2 separate regions of the Mus musculus genome follow, and region 1 is linked to region 2. The links are chromatin contacts, called in public promoter capture Hi-C maps. All regions are on one chromosome and are shown on one strand. The core of a region is the stretch at or near the end of the contact, and the rest is flanking DNA. Distances in the headings are between cores, read along the strand shown. Region 1 holds the start of 1700014D04Rik (spermatogenesis-associated protein 31D1). Region 2 holds the start of Agtpbp1 (ATP/GTP binding protein 1).

Region 1 (6,409 bases), core at 2,929-5,428, 190 kb after region 2:
AACAACACACCACGATTGGAATCCGACCCATAGTGATCTGCCAGCACTTCCTGCTCATGTGCAACCTCAGAATGCTTCTCATGTGTCTTTGGTCCAAGTTCTTCTTTGAGATGGTGAGCTGTTCATTTTCCAAGCTAGTCCTTGAGTGACACACTGACTCCCCCTCTGTCTCAGGGATAGTCTTCAAACCATTCAGTATACAACATCCTGAGATCATTTGTGTGTTGTCTAATGGGCATTTCCCTAGGATCTGGCCAAGGTTCTTGGCTGCATCCTTTCTTAGCTGTGGCTTCATGGGGACCTTCACGCAATAACTCTCCGAGTGACTTAGTTCTCCATTCCCAGGGTCAGCACAGATGTTGCCCCAGTGTACGCAGCATTGAGACGTAGCGTATTTGTAGCAGTATGAAGATACTCCTGTTGGATTGAACTGAGTGTTCATCACTTCTGGCACTCCTGGCCTATTGCACAGCTCGAAGCACGAGGGTGAGGTTAGGTTGTTTGGTCCATAGGGGTCCAGGTTGTTCTGATGTTCACTGCTGAAATGAAAAAGGCCAGACCCGGGGACGGAGACATAGGTCTGTGAAGACTGGCTGCCCACGGGAAAGCTGTGAACTGGAAGACCAAGGGCAGTTTCATATTGCTGGCACTCAGGGACCAAACCCCACAAACTGTCTTGAGGATTCTGCACCAAGTGATATTGCAAGTGTCCTTTCCCATTTAAGACGTCAGAGACGGTCCTGGTCTGTGGTATCTGAAGTGCACTCCCACAGGGTAGAGATGGCAAGGCCATGGAAGACAATGGAGATTGCATGTGGACCTGGGGCATTCCCTCAGTAAGAGTCTGTGGCTGGGGAGCTACCTTAGGCAAAGGTTGAGGATGGACCAGGGTGAGGGGCTGGGGAAGGGCTGGAAGACCATGACTCAGCACTGGGGCTGAAGCTGTTTTACAGACCCCATTGAACAGCACAAGGCAAGGCTCTGGTGAGTAGCTGCTCGCAGGAACCAGGAGAGTGGCCATGATGGACTCACTGTGCAGAGAGGGGAGACCCCAGAAGAGCTGGCTGTGTTTCTGGCCCAGGTCTCCCTCTGGGATCTTCACATACAGGACCTGGTCATAAGCCCCAAAATACTTCCGTTTCCCTTTCAGCTTCAAGTTGATTTTTGGGACCTGGGTGTCTAGGTTAGTGACAGTCGAACCCTGCGAATTCCACAGGGCTGTGAGTTTGCCTTCTGACCTCTTGGGATCTGGAGAAATGTCATCCCTCTTTTTCACCTCCTCCAGAGTCTGGGGAGACATTTTCTTTTTCATTTGTCTCTTCAAGAGTTCCTGTATGTGAAGAGCAAGAGAGGAAATCGGGCCTGCGCCTCCTTACAAGGCATCACGCAACCCCCCACACAGGAAAGCTTTCTCCTGCCGAGAACCAGCGTGACGATCTCATGAGGTGAGATGTGCGTCCTGCTGAGGAGAGCCATCAGGGTTGGTCAGGGTTGATCTACCTACTGAAGACAAGGTGGTCTGGTTGGCTCACAGGGTTATTCTTCCTAGTGTGAAGCATTCCCAAGGATGGGGGTGTGTGCAGCTGGGGTAGGGAATGGTCACTTGGGATTTCAAATCCAAGGGAGAACTAGGTGCTAGTGTCAGAGAGCTACCTAGTGAGAATGAAAGCAAGCCCCCTTCCCCCACAGGGGTGCCCTGGTTAGGTGACAGGATGGAGGGAGGGTGGGAAAAGGCCCAGGTAGAGGGGCTTAGATTAGGTTCCCTAGAGGTGCCAGGGACATTGAGGACAGCCACAAGAGCTACAGAAGCCAAAGGGACCAGAGATGGGGCACTAGGTACTGGCGATGCCAGGCACAGCAAGATGGCTGACCTCAGCAGGACACAGTAAGTAGCTGCTATCGTGATGCCCACTCACGGGGCTTCAAAGCCCTTGTAAAACGGCCAAAACAAGGAACAGATAGCCATGTGGCCGACCTCAGCTAAGATCACCTGAGGCCTGTCATGGTCTGTCACATCTCTGACCTAGAAAAACTCTCAAGTTTCTACAAAGCTCCGAGCCACTTGTGCTTTCTAGCGACTATCCCTCCCAACACTAGGGTGGGCTGCACCAAGCTCCCGGGGTGCACACACCATGTTACAAAGGCAACAAGGCTAAAGGGAAATTCATGAATCACCTTCCAGAACAAACAACTTCTTTCCTTCTCCTGTTTCTCTCTGGAAAGCTCTCCAAACTGGAAAACATGAACAGTAGTTTATATGGCATTGTGGTTGTTAGCCTCAAATGGAAATTTGGTGGGATCAATAAGCCTTAGAAAGGAGTCCTTGCTCATGGCTGTGAGGCATCTTCTAGATTAGCTTAATGAGATGGGAAAACCCATGCTAAATGGCAGCCCTGGTCAGCAGGCTGAGGCCCTGGACTTCTTTTACACAGAGAAAGCAAGCCGTCATGAATCTCAGCCTCCTGACAGCAGATACAATGTAATGAGCCACCTCAAGCTCCCATTACCCTGGCCTCCCCACCAGGACAGAGTGTATGCTTGAACTGTAAACCAAAGCAAACTCTTACTAGATAGCTTTTGTCACAGTATTGCATTGTGGCAACAGTAAACATAACTAATACAGAAATGAAGGTTGAGACACAAAGACTCTATAAGAGTCCTTTTATGGGAAACAGAAGATACCTGCGTGCTCAGGAGGAGCACAGCATTTTACATGATGATGTCAGGAGACAGAAGTCATGACTTCAAGCAACCAGTGGGCCATCTTAAACTTCTCTTGGCGAGCAAGAAGGACCCAGTGCCCTTCTTACCAACTGCTTCATACCGATTTCTGTATTAGCCACCTCTCTGTTGCTGTGATAAAAATAGCAAGAGCAAAGCAACTTGTAGATGAAAGGATGCGTGTGGGTTTACAGTTCCAAAGGATTAAGAGTCTGTTGTGCCAAGAATCTTAGTCAGCAGGCCAGTAGCTATGGTGGCAGGAAGAGTGGAAAACCCACATCTCGAGCCTCAGGCAGGAAGCAGGAAGCAGAGGGCGCAGACTTAAAATGGTGTGAGTCTTTAAGCTCTTACAGTTCTTCCCTGGGGACATACTTTTCCTTCAACAAGGCTATGCCTCTGGAGCCTCACCCAAAGCAACGCCACCTATTGGAGACCAAGCATTCAAATGCCTGAGACTATGGGGCGACATCTCACTCAAACCACCACATTCCAAGAGCCGCTGCTTGGAGAAATGCCCCAGGTGTAAGCCATTTCTGAGAGAGCTGTCTCCTGAGAGGAACTGTGCCTAGAAAATGATGTCATTGGACTGTGGGCCGAGGATCTCGGGAGGGGGCTCCTTGAGGGGCTCAGGTGGAACAGAGCAGGCGACAGCTTTACTACCACCTGCTGCTGTTCTGTTGGTCCCACCCTGTGCTAAGAACAAAAGAATGGGGGAGTAGGGACTCCCCCCCCCCCCCCCCCCGCTTCTCTTGGACGGCTAATATACAAGAACACCGACTTCAAATAACAGTTTCCCGTCCTAACTTTGAAAGACAGTCATCATTCTCAATTGTTCTTTGGGAAACTAAAGGGAGAGTTTGTGACATCATAAAGGGTGCTCTCAGACCCAAGCACTCTACTCTGGGTATTGACTCTGGCCAGCAGCCTCAGCTCAGCACCTCGGAAAGCTCCGCGTCCTAGGGACAGAGCTTAGACTCCTCCAGGCTTTGCTCAGAGTCTCTCAGGGGCCTCTCCACCAGCCCAGCTAAGGAAAGGCCTGCTGAAGGAGCTTGAGAGGTGGGACATGGCAGACTAAGTGTCAGGAGATACTGCTCTTCAGAGAACCCATCATGTGGAACTAAGCCAATGAGACCAGGGATCTGTGCACCCAGAGAGGTGTCCGTGGGCCCAGGTGACAACCTTGGTCCTCCTTGGATCCCCGCCCTGCCAGACCTCATTCCCTAGGGAAGTAGTGCTCTCTTCTCTCCTCAGCATCCCCCTTCAGACACGGAGCCAAACTCTAAACTCACCCAATCCTATTAACCAAGACTCGCTCCAGGGAGTTCACCGCTTCTGCCTCACCTTTCCGAGGCCTTGACGTTTCCACAGCAACAGAATGAAGTCAGTATGAGGTGTGACAGGAACAGGAGAAGCAACCCCTGCACTCAGCAAGGTAGAGTGGGCCAGTGTCCAAGAGCACTGAGCCAAAGCTCAGCCATGGTTCCGTAGCGCTGCTCAGAATGGAGAGCACCTTCCGCATAGTGACTCACACAGCTGCCAGGAGAGCTGAGGCTGTGTGGGCCTCGCTGTAAGCAGCATCACTGCATCACAGAGCAGGGAAGAGTCATAGAGGGTTTGTGAGTGCAGGGAGGAGGGTGAGCCTCAATACTCCCCTCCACCAGCACCCCTCCAAGTCCCAGCCGAGGCATCTCTGCCCAAGCCTGCTGCTCCAGTCCCATCCTGCTTCCCTGTGTGCCCTCTCTCTGGCCAGGGTCACAGTGTGTGTGTGTGTGTGTCTGTGTGTGAGTGTGTTTGTGTCTGTGTCTCTATGTGAATGTGCTTGTGTGTATCTGTGTGTGTGTGTGTAGTGTGTGTCTGTCTTTGTGTGTGTGTGTCTCTGTGAGTGTCTGTGAGCGTGTCCGTGTGTGTGTGAGTGTGTGTGAGTGTTTGAGTGTGTGTGTGTGTGTGTGTGTGTGTGTGGCTTCACCTCAGCTCCTTATGGTTCTGCTACTCTCAGTTATGATGTCACACACCAGAAGGCCAGCAGCTTCTGGAACTGGAATTCTTGCTTCTGGCTGGATTTTTAGTCTCAGGCACAAATGTCTTCCAGTACATGTCACCTATGAAATAGCTTCTTTTCACTCAGATTCATTCCTTTCTACATTTATAAATGCTGATGAGAACATTTTCATGTTCCTGACAGTACTTTCACATCTTTAATCGGGGTGGACTCAAATCGTCAAACTCATATAAAATATAGATTATGCTAAATGGATACAATTGCATCTTCAGGCATTCTTTGGTCTAATTTATTCCATTTATGTTTCTGAAATTAGTGAAACTTCAAGTTAACTGAGTTACACAGACACACAGACACACAGAGACACACAGATACACAGATACACATAGACACATACACATACACACTGACACATGCAGATACACATATGCATACAGATACACAGACACACAGACAGACAGACACATATAGACACACATACACAGAGACAGACTCACAGACACATATAGACACACATGCACACAGACACACAGACACACACACACAAACTTCCTCTCACAAATCAATGTACTGTTCTTGTGTGAGAAGAGTCCATCTTCCCTCCTTTCATTTCTCCCACATACATCATTATTGTGATCTCCATTTCTCCACGTATAGATTGTCCCTGGTCATGTCAGTGATTGCATGATCCCCTCATGGGCCTGATCAACAATACACACTTAGGGTAAGTCCCCAAGTCCTTGGTGACAGAGTGGGACTCAGGATTGTCAAAGCCAGGGAAGAACCTGGGCTGAGCTCTGTCACTGATTATTTCTAAAATACACTTGCTGTCACTGCCTGGTAATGTCCCCCACAGCCCCCAAACTGAAGAGTGTGTCACATGTTCTCCAAGTAGCATTTCCTCTCAGGGTTAAAAGAACCCAAGACTGAATGGCCCACGCCCCACTTCACCCCCTCATCCCTGCTCTTGATGCTCCCTTCTGTCTGCTGTGCTCCAGCCTGTCTGCATGCTTCTCATGCCTCTTACTAGCTCTCCCGGGAGGGGATAGACTCCAAGTGAGGCAGAACCCCACCAGTTAAGCACACATGTCTTGTCCAGAGGACAAGTTCCACTCCTTTGGCTTGCAACCTTGGCCAAGGCTTCATGTAGAACCTAGGAGAGCGATATGGAAACTTGGAGGTCACAGGCTTGGGGAGAAGGGGCTCACAGCTAGGTTGAAGAATTGTGTTTCACAGAGATCAAAGCTTCAAGCCTGAATTAAAAAGTGCAACCCCTCAACAGCTGCAAACCACCCTGAGCACCCCAAGGGGCTGTGGGTGAGCGCTGCCTGAACACCATTGCCTAGCTAGGCTGCCCTGCCCATGTCTTGAGCTTTCTGCTAGGAACTCCCAGTCCTTTGGCATAGATGACCAAACAAAAACTGTTGCCCTTTTAAATGGCATCACTGGCCAGATATATTCACGTACAGACTTGTGCCAAGGGTTCAAACCCACATGAAGTTTCAGTAAAAGTTCTTTTCCAGCCGGGCGTGGTGGTGCACGCCTTTAGTCCCAGCACTTGGGAGGCAGAGGCAGGTGAATTTCTAAGTTCGAGGCCAGCCTGGTCTACAGAGTGAGTTCCAAGACAGCCAGGGCTATACAGGGAAACCCTGTCTCGAAAAAAACAAAACAAAACAAAACAAAACAAAA
Region 2 (7,199 bases), core at 4,179-6,678:
AGGAGGAAGATGAAGGCTAATGCAACACCACCACTCTGTAGGGACAAGTAAGCTACACATGTAACAGAAACTTGGGGAAAAACTCTAATTATAAAGAAAAACTGTTTCTACTTTACAACCCATTGCACCCTGACATGCTCTGCTACAAGGTAAGCATCTATAGCCTAAAACTTAAACAGTTCTAAGGCATTAGAATTTTAGAATTGGGGACACTCCTAGGTTTGGTTTGTGAAGTCCACTCAAATATTTCCTTCCCCAAAAAATAAATAAATAAAACAAAACTTCCAAATCTGAAACTGTTTTGGTCCAGAGCATTTTAAATAAAGGGCGAGCTTTGCAAGACTGTACTAAGAAAAGGGGAGCTGTGGTGCTTCCTGCCTCTCGTTTCTTCATTTGTTAAGGCCTTAGGACTAAATCCTAACATCTGAAATTTATAAATATGCGAAGTAACGTGGCAGTTTGGGGGATGCAGAGGACCCAGCCAGCTGCTCTGGGGCATCAACAATGAAGATCTATGTCTTGAAAATCACTGCAGTGGTGTAACAAAGCTTTGCAAGCAGGCCAACAGGCCCTTGGCACAGAAAACAGTGAACATGTGGCTCAACTAGTTCATTCTTTTAAAAAAAATCTTTATTTTTTAATGTGTGTCTATGCCCTGGGTGTGCAGGCGCATGGTGCCATACTGCGTATGAAACCAACAAGTTCTGGGAACTGAACTGGGGTCTTCAGGCTGGTGCAGCAAATGCCTTTGCCTGCTGAGCCGTCCTTCCAGCATTCTGATTCTTGCTTGAGAGCTCAAGTGCTAGCAGAGTCACAAATAGAATATAGTTTATATATTATCTTATATTATATAAGAAGGTAGACTTACTGTTCATTTCTGTGAAAACCTTTGGTGAGACACCCAAGCCACCATTCAAATGGTGTTTCACAAATGGCTAATCCAAGCTCTCTGCTCTATTCTGGAACTACTCTGCCTGGAGACAGCCATCAGCTATCAGTGTGTGGCATCAATGATTCATGGACACTATCCATCTGTCATACAGAATAATGTTTTGAACTGGCCATGGCTCAGCAGGTGACAGCACGTGCAGCCAAGCCTTGGTTCAGGTGCCAGGAGCCACATGGGGGAAGATGAGACCTGTCAGTCTCTGACCTCTGACCTCCACATGTATATCATAGCACACATACAATAACCTTTTTTTTTTAATGAGAACTTTGTAAAACTCATATCTACTCTCAGATCTCTACCCACACGACTTCCACTGATTTCTCACACAATCACTGTGTTAACAGTATTTTGGTGGGACTGGCAGAATAGGCCTGTAATCCTAGCAAGCAACTTAATGAAACTGTCCCAAACTAAAAATTACAAGAGAGCTCTGGCTAGCCCTGGCTTTAAGCTCTAGTACCAGGACCCAAAAACATAACTTTCTTTGATGCAATACAAAGAAATACGCCACCATTTGAAAAATGTGCCCAACTCACTGAACCAATACCTAATTACCTGACAGATAAATTCTGCTAAAATTCAGATTATGTACATAATCCATTCTGAGTTCACACAATGTGTTTTTAAGTATAACTGAGTATGAAAGATCATCAGATAGGATTTCAGATTCCATGTTGCAACTAACCTTTAAGAAGGTACCACACATTTCTGAGTTCGAGGCCAGCCTGGTCTACAAAGTGAGTTCTAGGACTGCCAGGGCTATACAGAGAAACCCTGTCTCGAACCCCCACCCCCCAAAAAAAGAAGGTGCCACACCAGGCAGTGGTGGCAAACACATGTAATCCCAGCACTCAGGAGACAGAGGCAGGGGGAGTTCCAGGACAGCCTGGTCTACAGAGTGAGTTCCAGGATAGCCAAGGCCACCCAGAGAAACTCTGTCTCAAAACAAACAAACAAACAAGACAGAAATGGCAAGTGTTGAGTCTGAAGACACACTAAACAAAGACACCCACCATTGATTGTTCCCTCCCCTGCACAGCCATTAGCTGCATCTGGCTGGATCCCCTCCATGCATGCACTTCGACCTAAACAAGATATTGCAATAGACTAAATGTGGAAATAACCTAGCTGTTTGTACCTTCTGACACTAAAGATTTTGGGGTTGGGGGTGGTGAGGAAGGGAGGGAAAGGAGAGAGGAGAGTTTTGAAAACGGGCATGGGAAACTTAGAAAAATGTGAAACACTACCACTCTTCTCACTAGGTCTGCAGGTGGTCTGTTTTGGTTATCACTTAAAAATGTGTTGTTTATATTGATATGTAATATGATTTCTAAGGATGTAAAGAGTCCTGAGATTGAGTTTTTAAATATCTGATTTATGAACGGATTTTAAAAGCAGCTGTGCAACTCTAATATAAAATCCCAATGTCCCAAACCTTCTGAACACTAGCAGGACTCCACAGACACAGTCACGGCTGACCTCACCTCACATACTGCACCCCAAATGTAGGCACGCTAAAAACGTTTATAAAATCATGTATCTCATTAGACATGAAAATATTCCAAGACCTAAAACACTCTTGGTCCAAGAATATCAGGTAAGAGATGTGTTAGTTACATCAAGTCCCTGCAAACCAAGAACCAAGACAATAAAATTACTAATGGGGGTGAGGGGAGACCTATTTTTTTTTAGGAGAATTACATAAAAGATGAAAATGAGCACAATAGCAAACCAAAACATTTTATGTAACGTCAATAAAGACAAAATAGGGGCTGGAGATGTGGCTCCGCAGTTAAGAGCACTGGCTGCTCTTCAGAGGACCTGAGTTCAATTCCCAGCACCCACAACTGTCTACTCCAGTTCCAGGGGATCTGACACCCTCACACAGACATACATGCTGTCAAAACACCAATGCATATGAAATACAAATCTTTAAAAAGATAAAAATACAAAATAAAGACAAAATAATGTATCGATAAAAATTACTTTGTAATTCTAACTCCCAGAGCAACATTGTCACTGAGAACCTGGAAGATAGGTTAGTAAAATTTCAGCCACCACCAAGAGGGAGACAGCCAAGATTCTGTCAGAGAGGCCAGGCAAGCGAGGATACTCAGCTCTCCAGCACCATCCCAGGGAACGCAGCTCAGGGCGTACCTGTTCTATTTAAAAGGGAACACAGCTCAGGGCGTACCTGTTCTATTTAAAACATGTACGTTTCCATCAAAGGGCAGTGAGGCTACACTCTCTCAGCCTCAAACAAGGAAGTGGGTCCTAGGGACTGATCTGTGCTAACACTGCTCAGTCTGAAGTCTCCCTTCAGCCACTTACACCGAGGGCGATCAGTAGCAGCAACAGTTATGCCTACTGAGCACTTCCCGTGAGCCATGCTCTGTGGACAAGCGCCACACTCGTGTTAACTTCATGAGATCACCCTAAGTGCACAAGCACCATCATCTCCATTTTGGGCAAGGACAGAACTGCATCCAGAGAATAAACAGCTTGCCTGCAGCAAGCCAGGACACAAACTCAGCCACTCTGGCCGAGCCCCAACTCCTCAGCCACTGCGACACTACAGCCAGGCACTGTGACCTGCAGTGACATGAGGTCTAACACACAGCACCCACCCTCAACCCTCTCCGGCATGTGCACCGATATCCGCTGCTCAAGTTACGATCCTAAGGGATGTGCAGAGGATCACCAGTCACCGTTTCCTCCTATCTGAACTCAGAGCTGAGGGCATCAAGCAAGAAGAGCAGACTCTGAAGATGACTACTGAGGAGGAAGCTAAAAAGGCAAAATCCAAACTTTAGGATGCCATACAAATTAAAATAGTTCACGCCCTTGCAGCTTTTACCTCTAACTAATGCAGGGTTAATCATTACACGGCACTGCCGCCAGACTTTTCTAAAGAGGATGCTTCAAGGGAGAGAGCAAGATGGTTCTGCAAGCACCGGCTCATGGCCATGACCACTCTCCTTCCATCACCTGCACCACAAGGTCGAAAAGAGAACCAAAACTCAAAAGTGCTCTGATCTATACACACATGTAAAAGAAATAAGGGGTAACCCTTGAGCCAAATCAATTGGAAAACCTTTATTTAAAAATTGCTACCACTGGGCTGGAGAGATGGCTCAATGATTAAGGGCCGTTCTTTCGGAGAACCTGGGTGGGTCTGATTCCAAGCATCCACATGGTGGCTCACAACCATATGTAACTCCAATTCCAGTGAATCTGACACATTCTTCTGACCTCCTCAGGTACACACATGGTGCACACACACATGCACACACAGGCACACACACATATGTATATATACATATGCATATGCGTATAAATCTTAAGAAACTAAAAATACCACAGAAGGTTAAATTACGTTAATATATTTGACATTTATGTCATGTTGGTCAAACACATAAGGGGTCTGTTTCAGAGTCCAACAGAGATTACAATTTTAAACACTGATCCATCAATTCAAGGCAAAACTCTATGGTCATTCAAAATGACAGTGTAACTCCATTGTAGAATGTGACTCGGGAGAACGAGAAACCAAGCAAACCAGGAGAAACTCGGGTGGACTAAGGCATCGCCAAAGTGCGGCCCATTAGAGGGATCTGATTACAGATCTCCAGGACTTTGGTTTTGACATCTGGCCTGTTTTAAAATCCGTACCGTTCAAAGTGCCTTAAATAAATCATTTCTTCTGCAGCCAACGAAACCAGAAACATTTCCAAAACACAATTACAAAAATAACTTCCTCTCTCAGGGAAGCAAGGAGAACTGTGAGAATAAGTCAGAAGCTGGCCAAGGAAGAGCGAGCGCTCGGGAGAGCCACTCGACTCTGTGGACTGCGAACTGCCGGGTACCTGATGGGCACCGTTACCATTCCGAACACCTGGAGAGGGCTTGCCACAGACAGCCTGCCATGCCAGCGGGATCGCCGTCGTTACCTCACACGCCGTGCGAGACCTGCATCATCCACGGACCAGCATACACAGTCAACGTCCACCCCGACCACCCGGGGAGGTGTTGAAACTGCCGTCCACGGCGCTAAACTGTCAGGGAGCAGCCAATCAAAGGGTCCCGGGGCGCGGCAGGGCGGAGGCCAGGGAGTGGCGGGCAGCGGAGCGCGGAGGAGAGTGCACGGGGCGACGACCGCCCCGGCTCGCTCGACTGCCCGCCTCGCCGCCTGGCAGCGCGCTTCGCCTCCGCCAAGTGAACCGAGGAGCCGCCGGGAGCCGGCGAGCGGGACGCGCGGGCGGCGGGGACGCTCACCGGCTCGGCTTGGGCGCTGCGCTCGGCCTCCGCGCCCGGGACTCCCGGGGCGCACGGCGGTTCCTCGCCGCCCGCCGCCCTTCTCCCGCCGTCCGCCGCCCGCGGCCCGCCGTTTTCATACAAACCCGGGTGGCAGGAGAGGCGGAGGCGGCGAAGACGGCCGCGGAACATGCCCGCATCCCGGGCAACGTCAGCGCGGCGCCCCGCCCAACTCACGGCTCCGAGGGCCGGCTCGCGTGCGCCCGGTAGGGCGCGTGCGCGTGGGGGAAGGGCGCTTCCAGGGAAGGGCGGGACGTCGGGGGGGGGGGGGGCCCGCGGGGCGCGTGCCCGCCGGCGGGGGCGGCACGCCTGGAGGGAAGACAAGCTGCGCGTGCGCAAGGTCGGGTGGGTACCAAGAGGCGGGGCGGGGCGAGGAGGGGCGGGGCGGGGCGGGCGGGGCAGGGTGGGGCGGAGTAGGGAAAGGACTCCACTCTGGCGTGGGCAACCGGCGGTGCGCGCCCTTACCTTTGGGTTCCTGTGGGTCGTGGGCCAGTGTAAACGTGTTAGCCCGCTAGCAGATCGACACGTTCATCAAATCGCCTTCTTTTTTCCTTCCCAACCGGGGGCGTAGCTCCCAAATCCCATCAAACCTTGGGAAACAGTGAGGCTAGTCCTTCCTGACCCCAAGTTGACCCAGAACAGGCTGTGAAGGCTGTGGCGCATGGCCCATTTATCCAGGTAAATGAGATTATCTGATGGTACTGCGAACAAAATGTCATGCCCATTCATTTCAAAACGATGTTATGGAAAACCTTGGTGCAGAAGCTAAAGGCAAAAAACAGTGGGGGAGAAGTAGGGAGCATGCTTGTGTTTTGACTGTGTTTAAATACTCTGAGATACATTGTTAATAAAGACATCATTTGCCTTTTTAAGGAGCATCGACCATGCTCCCTGTTTATGGTGGTTGGTAAGGGATGTAAAATTATCACAGCATGATAGGGGACTAAACTGAGCCCTGTGGGGTTTTTATTTTGTTCTTATGTTTCGTTCAAGCAGGTTTGTGGAGGTAATTCAAAAAACGTATTCAAGGTGTGAAACAGTGCTTCATGCTACTTGCTCTTGGCAGATGTCTTTACTGAGAGGAACAAAAGACTGCCATTTTATAAATGTTGGTTTTCCCCATACCTATAACACATGTGCACATAATGATAGATTCAAGTATTTAAAATACCTTTAAACCACTCTCCACCACAAACTCCCCAAAATGAAAACGATTGTCTAAGAACATTTAGTAGTTCAAAATTCATGAGACATTATTCAAAGAACGTGTTTCTAAATCAACTTGCAATCTAGAAATACATATAAATTGAATTCCTCTTTAGCAAAGTATGGTTAATGGTCAGAACAAAGGCTCAGAAGATTGGCCCATACAGCCGGGTAACCCACAGCGTCATTGGCTTTGAAGTTATTGCAAACACACAACTTGCAGATGAATGGCACCTTTAGCAAGTGTGAGAACCTTCTCACCTGGAGAAGGATTGGGCTCCAGCTCTTATCAGACCCATGGGAGTTCCCAGCCTCAAGGACCATAACTTAAAAGCATGGAAGCACAAGGGTTTGAGCACTCGGGAATTAGCTGGCTACTTCTCTGAGCACCACACTGCTCCAGCTGTCTCCAAACCCTCAGCCAGAGCACTGTGCAGGAGCAAGGGTCCTCCAAGATCTCCCTCCATCGCCATGCTGTTAGACACCTTCTCTCCCAGAGCCACTCCTTTGAAGGCTCAGCTCAATCTTGTACGCCTCCACTTCCCTTCTCCCCAGAGGCCTGCTTCCAACCTACCTGAACAGTAGTGGAATTCAAATGATTTTGAAACCTCACTCATTGTGTGGCAATAAACTAATGACTAGAGGGAAGCATGACTCAGTGACCGGATACATGCTTTGCACTGGGGCCCCAGTTCAATACCAACTGCCACAAAAATAACTTGTAAAAAAG

What was found. Capture Hi-C pulls out chosen DNA fragments and counts their contacts.
Region 1: a contact with region 2 is called in a promoter capture Hi-C map of liver. The contact joins the promoter of 1700014D04Rik here to the promoter of Agtpbp1 in region 2. A contact is called at or near these places in 11 of 39 promoter capture datasets (the C10 cell line, the HPC-7 cell line, HPC-7-derived erythroid cells and 5 more), 3 of 484 Hi-C or Micro-C datasets (bone marrow-derived macrophages and embryonic stem cells), 5 of 115 datasets of contacts at active chromatin or transcription factors (embryonic stem cells and pro-B cells) and 4 of 9 other capture datasets (adipose tissue, liver, macrophages and 1 more).

The regions. Positions count from the first base shown.
Region 1 is chr13:59,742,693-59,749,101 of GRCm38.p6, forward strand. It overlaps 1700014D04Rik (spermatogenesis-associated protein 31D1), which reads right to left and starts at 4,179. Exons shown (of 2, transcript XM_017315672.2): 1 at 4,063-4,179; 2 at 1-1,330. The coding sequence starts at 1,312.
Region 2 is chr13:59,551,874-59,559,072 of GRCm38.p6, forward strand. It overlaps Agtpbp1 (ATP/GTP binding protein 1), which reads right to left and starts at 5,429. Exons shown (of 26, transcript NM_001377097.1): 1 at 5,225-5,429.